Linked DNA regions of Callithrix jacchus: region 1 is linked to region 2. Evidence: chromatin contacts called from public Hi-C data. All regions are on one chromosome and are shown on one strand. The core of a region is the stretch at or near the end of the contact, and the rest is flanking DNA. Distances in the headings are between cores, read along the strand shown.

Evidence for each region. Hi-C and Micro-C count contacts between places; a contact is called where the count stands out from the background.
Region 1: a contact with region 2 is called in a Hi-C map of skeletal muscle, with 5 times the contacts expected there. The contact joins two enhancer-like sites. A contact is called at or near these places in 2 of 3 Hi-C or Micro-C datasets (both in skeletal muscle).

What each region holds. Positions count from the first base shown.
Region 1 is chr4:163,850,040-163,852,739 of calJac240_pri, forward strand. All of the region lies in intron 4 of ARID1B (AT-rich interaction domain 1B), which reads left to right. Among named protein-coding and RNA genes, the nearest start is that of ARID1B, 250 kb to the left of the region's middle. Within about 2 kb of position 1,317, at least 13 of the 16 cell types and tissues checked have an H3K27ac peak or open chromatin away from gene starts, as enhancers often do. A contact at or near this core is called in skeletal muscle, where this site is marked.
Region 2 is chr4:163,512,601-163,515,313 of calJac240_pri, forward strand. No RefSeq gene overlaps it. Among named protein-coding and RNA genes, the nearest start is that of ARID1B, 92 kb to the right of the region's middle. Within about 2 kb of position 1,316, at least 16 of the 16 cell types and tissues checked have an H3K27ac peak or open chromatin away from gene starts, as enhancers often do. A contact at or near this core is called in skeletal muscle, where this site is marked.

The sequences.
Region 1 (2,700 bases), core at 67-2,566, 340 kb after region 2:
TTTTTAAATTAACCAAAACGTTAACTTTTTAATAAGGGGTTGTGTTTGAATTCTTCGCCTCTAGCCACCAGGCATGTTTTTCTCCAACTGATGCCATTGGAACTATAAATAGTAGGTAGAACTCAATGAGATGGCATCAGATAACAGAGAAGCCTAGTTTGGCCATGTCTCCTACTGTGAATTTTAAATAGTGGTGGTTTCAAACTATATGTAATTTCCTCAAAATAATTTTTCGTTTCCTAATTTTTTCCCATTGCTTTTTCCTCAAAGACTTGTTACCTCTCCCTAATTATTTTTTTAAGGAGTGCTGTCTGTTGAGTCCTTAATTATCTTCTACAAAAAATCTTGGGACTTGTGGCTAGAAACGATACATTCTTATAACCTTAGTGGCCTACGGACTCTTGCTGCTTTGCAGAATTTGATAAATCAGGGATCCGGGGACACGGAAACTTTCAGCGCTCGCCCTCAAATAGCGGCCCGGAATCCCCCGCCCGGACGCCTGCGCGCCGACAGCGTCCTTCCCTCCTGGGCTGCGCTTTTACTCGTGGCCAGAGCCTGGCTTGAGAGAGAGGATTTTGCAGGAGGGTGTGAAGGACGCAGGACCCCTCTGAGGCCGCGCTTTTCCCGTCCTCACGGCGTGTCCACAGCTCGCCTTCGTTTCTTTTGTTTTCTTCACGTGCCGGTCCCGCGGGGAGACTTGCCCGCGCCCACGGAGGAATCCGCCTCCGAAGTTCCCCCACCTCCGAAGGGGGAACCAGTGATTCCACGGACCCCGGGATTCCCCGGGCGTGCGGACCACCAGGCTGCGGGCGGAGGAAACTGCCGCGGAGGCGCAGGGCGAGTGCGAAGACTGAGCCACACACCAGCGCAGCGGCCTCTCCCAGCAGGCCCCGCTCCCGCCTCCCGGCCTGTCCCAGCTCGGGCGTGGGTTCCCTTGCCGTTTGCCCTCCCCCGCACGTAGGCTCGTGGGGACCGGGGCAGGGGACGAAAACAACCGCGTCCCCAGCCTGGCCAAACGGGACCGGGCTCCTCAGACGGCGCCTCGGCGCTCCCCGGGCCGCATCGCGCACAGATGGGCCTTTGTGGGCCCCCGCGGAGGGAGGCGCCGGCCGTAGCCACATTCCCTCCCGGGCGAGCGCGGCCGCCGCCTGCAGGCACCGTCCGCCCCGCGCGCCCGCAGGCTCCTCCTGGAGGCCGAGGCCGCACGCACAGCGTGTTTATTCTAAAGTTTTGCTGACACAGCTTCGCGTTCTCCTGAGCGGGCGCAGCCAGTCTCACACAGGCCCCCGAACGTTTCCCCTGCGCCGTGTCGCGCCGCGGTCCCCCACCTCGCCACGCGCCCCAACCTCGGCGTCCCGCGTAGCGCGCTCAGCGCTTAAGGTTTTAATTTTTTCCCTACTTCCTCTGGTGCATCTCTTTTCCCCTCTCAAAACCACCACCCGAACTTAAGGGCTGGATGAGTTGCAACTCGTCCGCGTAATTAAAAAGAGTGGCAGATGGTGGAAAAGGCAGGAGCTACGGAAGAAGGACGCGGGCCGGGCCGCGGAGCCCAGGCCTCCGAGGACAGGGCGGGGCGGCGGGGCGGGGCCGCTGCAGGGGGCGGGGCCTGCGGGAGGCGGGGGGAGGTGGTGCGCCGCCGCCATTGGCTGTTACCCGACGCACCGAGGCTGGGCGGCTTAGACAGGCACTTGGATTCTGTTTGTGTAATAGCGGCTTTTTGGAGCCAAGTGCATGCTCATCAACCTTCCTTGCTGGGAAAACCAACTCACAGCATTTTTTTTTTTTTTTTTTTTAAAGCTGAGAAACGCCTAGGCTTGTAAAGTTTCATCTCCTCCTGCCTGTGCTTTCCTGTTCTTAATTAAATGCTACAGTCTTGTCGGGTATTACTTTTAATCCTGTCTCTGCCACGGAGACTTTAGGATCACTGGGTGCTCTCTTGGTCACCTATAGGTGTTTTAGGTAGTATGTTGCAATCTGCAATCCAGGGACATTTGACGACCTTTTCAAGTAATTAAACAACACATGAAACTATAGTAGATTAACCAAGGCACATTTAATCCAACTAATAGCAATCAGCGATGGCCACTTTGGGTTTTACACTTTTTTCTCACTCTGTGGACTATATAATTTGTTTGACTATAAATTCTAGTTTATTCTCTTGTTGATACTGCTTATTCAAGTAACTTATAATGTGTGTGTGTGTGTGTGTATTTTTATCAGACTCAAATCAACTTAATTTTTGAATTCTGCAAATTCAATTAATGGTCTATTATAACAATGTAGCTTGAAATTTTCGGTGTTGATGTAGAAATAGAATCAAAGAAGTATAAGAGAAATGGCCTTTAAGAGTTCTGAATATTAACATTCTTTTGTTAGTTTTTATGCTTTATAGTACTTGCTGCACATGTGAATATGCATAGAATTTTCATGTAGCAGTTTCTGTGTTTGTCATTTGTATATAGACAGATGTTATAAAAAGATAGCAGGGACATTTCTAACCTTGATCATTGTTGCTCACCGATTACGTTTGCCAGTTATAGTTTAAGTTAAATTTCATATTATTTAGGTATTTCATAAGAACGAGTGAGTTGCGTACTAGGATATATACTCTTGTACTCCACATCCTTTCCTCACTCCTGCGCTTCCTAACAGGAAGACCAAATGTCTTGTGAGGATAAACACTCATTGGTTATTATCTGT
Region 2 (2,713 bases), core at 66-2,565:
GCTGTAGCTTGAAGCATTACACAAACTGTTGGTCTGCTGACTGCCTCTCTGGCAGCAACACACAGAGAAAATAGATTGCTAAGGGTTTTTTCCTCTCCTCCTCCCCCTCTCCTCTCTCTCCTCTCTCTCCTTTCTCTCCTGTTTTTTCCTTTTCTCTTTTTAAACAAGTCGTGGGCATTTTTTAATCTTGTGGCATTTTTAATCAACACGTATTTCCTTCCAAGACCTCTGATCCTATATTGATTCCCATTAAAATGCTTTTCTTTTCTTTGCCCCCTCTGCTGATCGAATTTCAGATCAGCCACGGGAGATGCAACTAACCTTCCGGCACTACTGAACCCAGCCGAGCGAGGGTGATCAAAAGGCTTGATGCATTCATTAAACATTCCCATCGCCCGGGCAGGAGCTCTAATGGAAGCTATCTCTCTGCATTGCAATTTTTTCCCCCTTTTTGCCTTTCCCCCCACCTCCAAAAAATGTTTTTTGCCTTTGATCGCAGGGGGCGGGGGGAGAACATGAGAACAAAAGAGACCTATCTTTTTCCCCGGGGCTGACGTCAGTTTGATTTTACTGACAACTATTCGAGCGTGTGTAGCTGTTGGAAGCGGCCCCACGCCCGTCCCCCCACCCCCAACCTTCCACTTTTGGGAGAAAACAAGACTTTTAGCGGCTCCGGAGACGCGCCCTGAAAATGGCCCGCTCGGGCTCTGCGCTCGCTGCCCTCCCGCCCGCTCGGCAAAGGGCATTCGAGGCTTATTTGTGTGGCACGATCTTTACTGGGGCGGAAAACACGCGGCGGGGGAGGAGCGGGAACAGACGCAGCCCGGGGTGGAGAGCCAGGAATGTTCCTCCCCGGCGTGGGGAGAAGAGAGGACACGGGCAGAGAAAACAGTCCCCGCCCGGCGCGGGGCGCGCAGGGCGCGCGGGGTCCGGGTCCCGGGCGGCTCCGGGCGGGGCGGAGGCTCGAGGGTTCCGGCCGCGCGGAGTCGGGGCGCAGGGAGCCTCCGACGCCGCGGGCGCGCGTGCGCGTTGCGGCCCCCACGCCCCGGCCTCGGCGGCGCCAGCCTCCGGCTCGGCGAGCGCGGCGGTGGGCGGGCCGCAAAACCCGGGCCGGAACCGAGTATGGAGCGGAAGGCGCCGCGGAGTTTGGGCGGCAGGGCGAGGAGCTGGAGAAGCCACCAGTGGGGGTACGCGCGCCCCGAAGAAAGGCCCCTCTCCCGCGTCCCCTACTGGCTCCTGGAAGCCGAGGAGCGGGGCTCGCGTTGCCGGTGCAAGATTTCCAATCAGGCCTGGGAGGAAATGGATGCAGTTAGGGCACAGCCCCGTCCCGCAATTGCCAGGAGCCTGAAGATCTATGACCGACTTAAGCCATTTCTGGACAAGTCATATTTTCCAGGCTTTCGTGAAATAGTCATTGCTCCTATTCTAAATCTGGAGGCGAATGTGCATCTATTTCAGGGAGAATGAAAGATGTGAAAAGTAGCCTGGGCTCCGGGAAATGTGGGTAATGGGACTGGACCTGCGCCTGGGGCCCGCCCACCCGTCCTCTCCCGGGAGCCCCCCGACGTGCGCCATTAGCATAAGGCGCGTTAAGCGCTGCCGCAGTCCCGAAAAGGCGAATTCGAAACGATCACTTCTCAGGATCTTGACTTTCACTAAGGGAAAACGTGCGTTAAATAACAGCCAGCGAGTGCTGGCGTGGCCCTGTCATTCCCTGGGCGTCTCTGCTGACCTCCATTGCAGCCTGGACTACACTGGGTTCCAGTGCTGTCTTCCTATTTCCGCTGGAGACTCCTAGCGGGTGGATACCAAGACTAGTTGTTATTTGTGTCTGCCCCAACCCGCCAGGGCACACCATAGGTGCTCAGTAGATGCCTCCTACAAGAGTACATATTGGAGGTGATCGTCAAGTGCTGCCAAGCACAGGAAAGAACAGTTAAAGCGTCGGACGGTGGTTTGTGAAAGGCCAGGCATTTGTGCTGGATTCTGAAGACCAGCTCTAGATGACAGTAAAGGCCACTCCAAGTTGAGGGAACAGCACGAACAAAGCAGGGAACGTACCATGAGTAGGAAAGTGGTGAATCTGCACAGGGGGTTACTCAAGGGCCAGAGAAAAGGAAGCCAGGCAGCCACTGAGTACCCTGCCACGCAGGTAACAGCCAGGAAAAGCACAAAACATGCTGCTCAGGGGTTCTGGAATACGCACGTGCAAATCTGTAATAAAAAGGAATGTGGATATACAGAAACAAAAGTCAGAAGAAGAAAAACAGGACAGCTTATAGGGGAATTTCAGAAAAATCACATGAAGTAAAAAAAAGTCAAGGAAAATCCCTGGCCTGTGACTCCCAGAACAAAACATTCAATACCATTTGTGGGGGGTCTTTATCAAAGAGGGAGAAAGAATACAGTAACAAAGAGGAAGTAGTGTTTTGATTAAAGATCTTTGACCACAGCAATGTTTCTCATCAGTAAAAGCATAAGAGACACAGGAGATTTTAGACATCACTGTTAAGAAAGAGCTGGAACTCAGAATTAGCAAGAGAACACTGATAGATTGAAAACAAGATAAATGTGCATCGTTAAGGAATTTTAAATAAATTGTCGCACAGTCACTCGATAGAATATTACACAGTCATTGAAAATGCAGTGTATTTATTGGAAGGATGTTCACAATCTATTGTTACGTGAAGAAACAAATTATAGATGAGCAGAT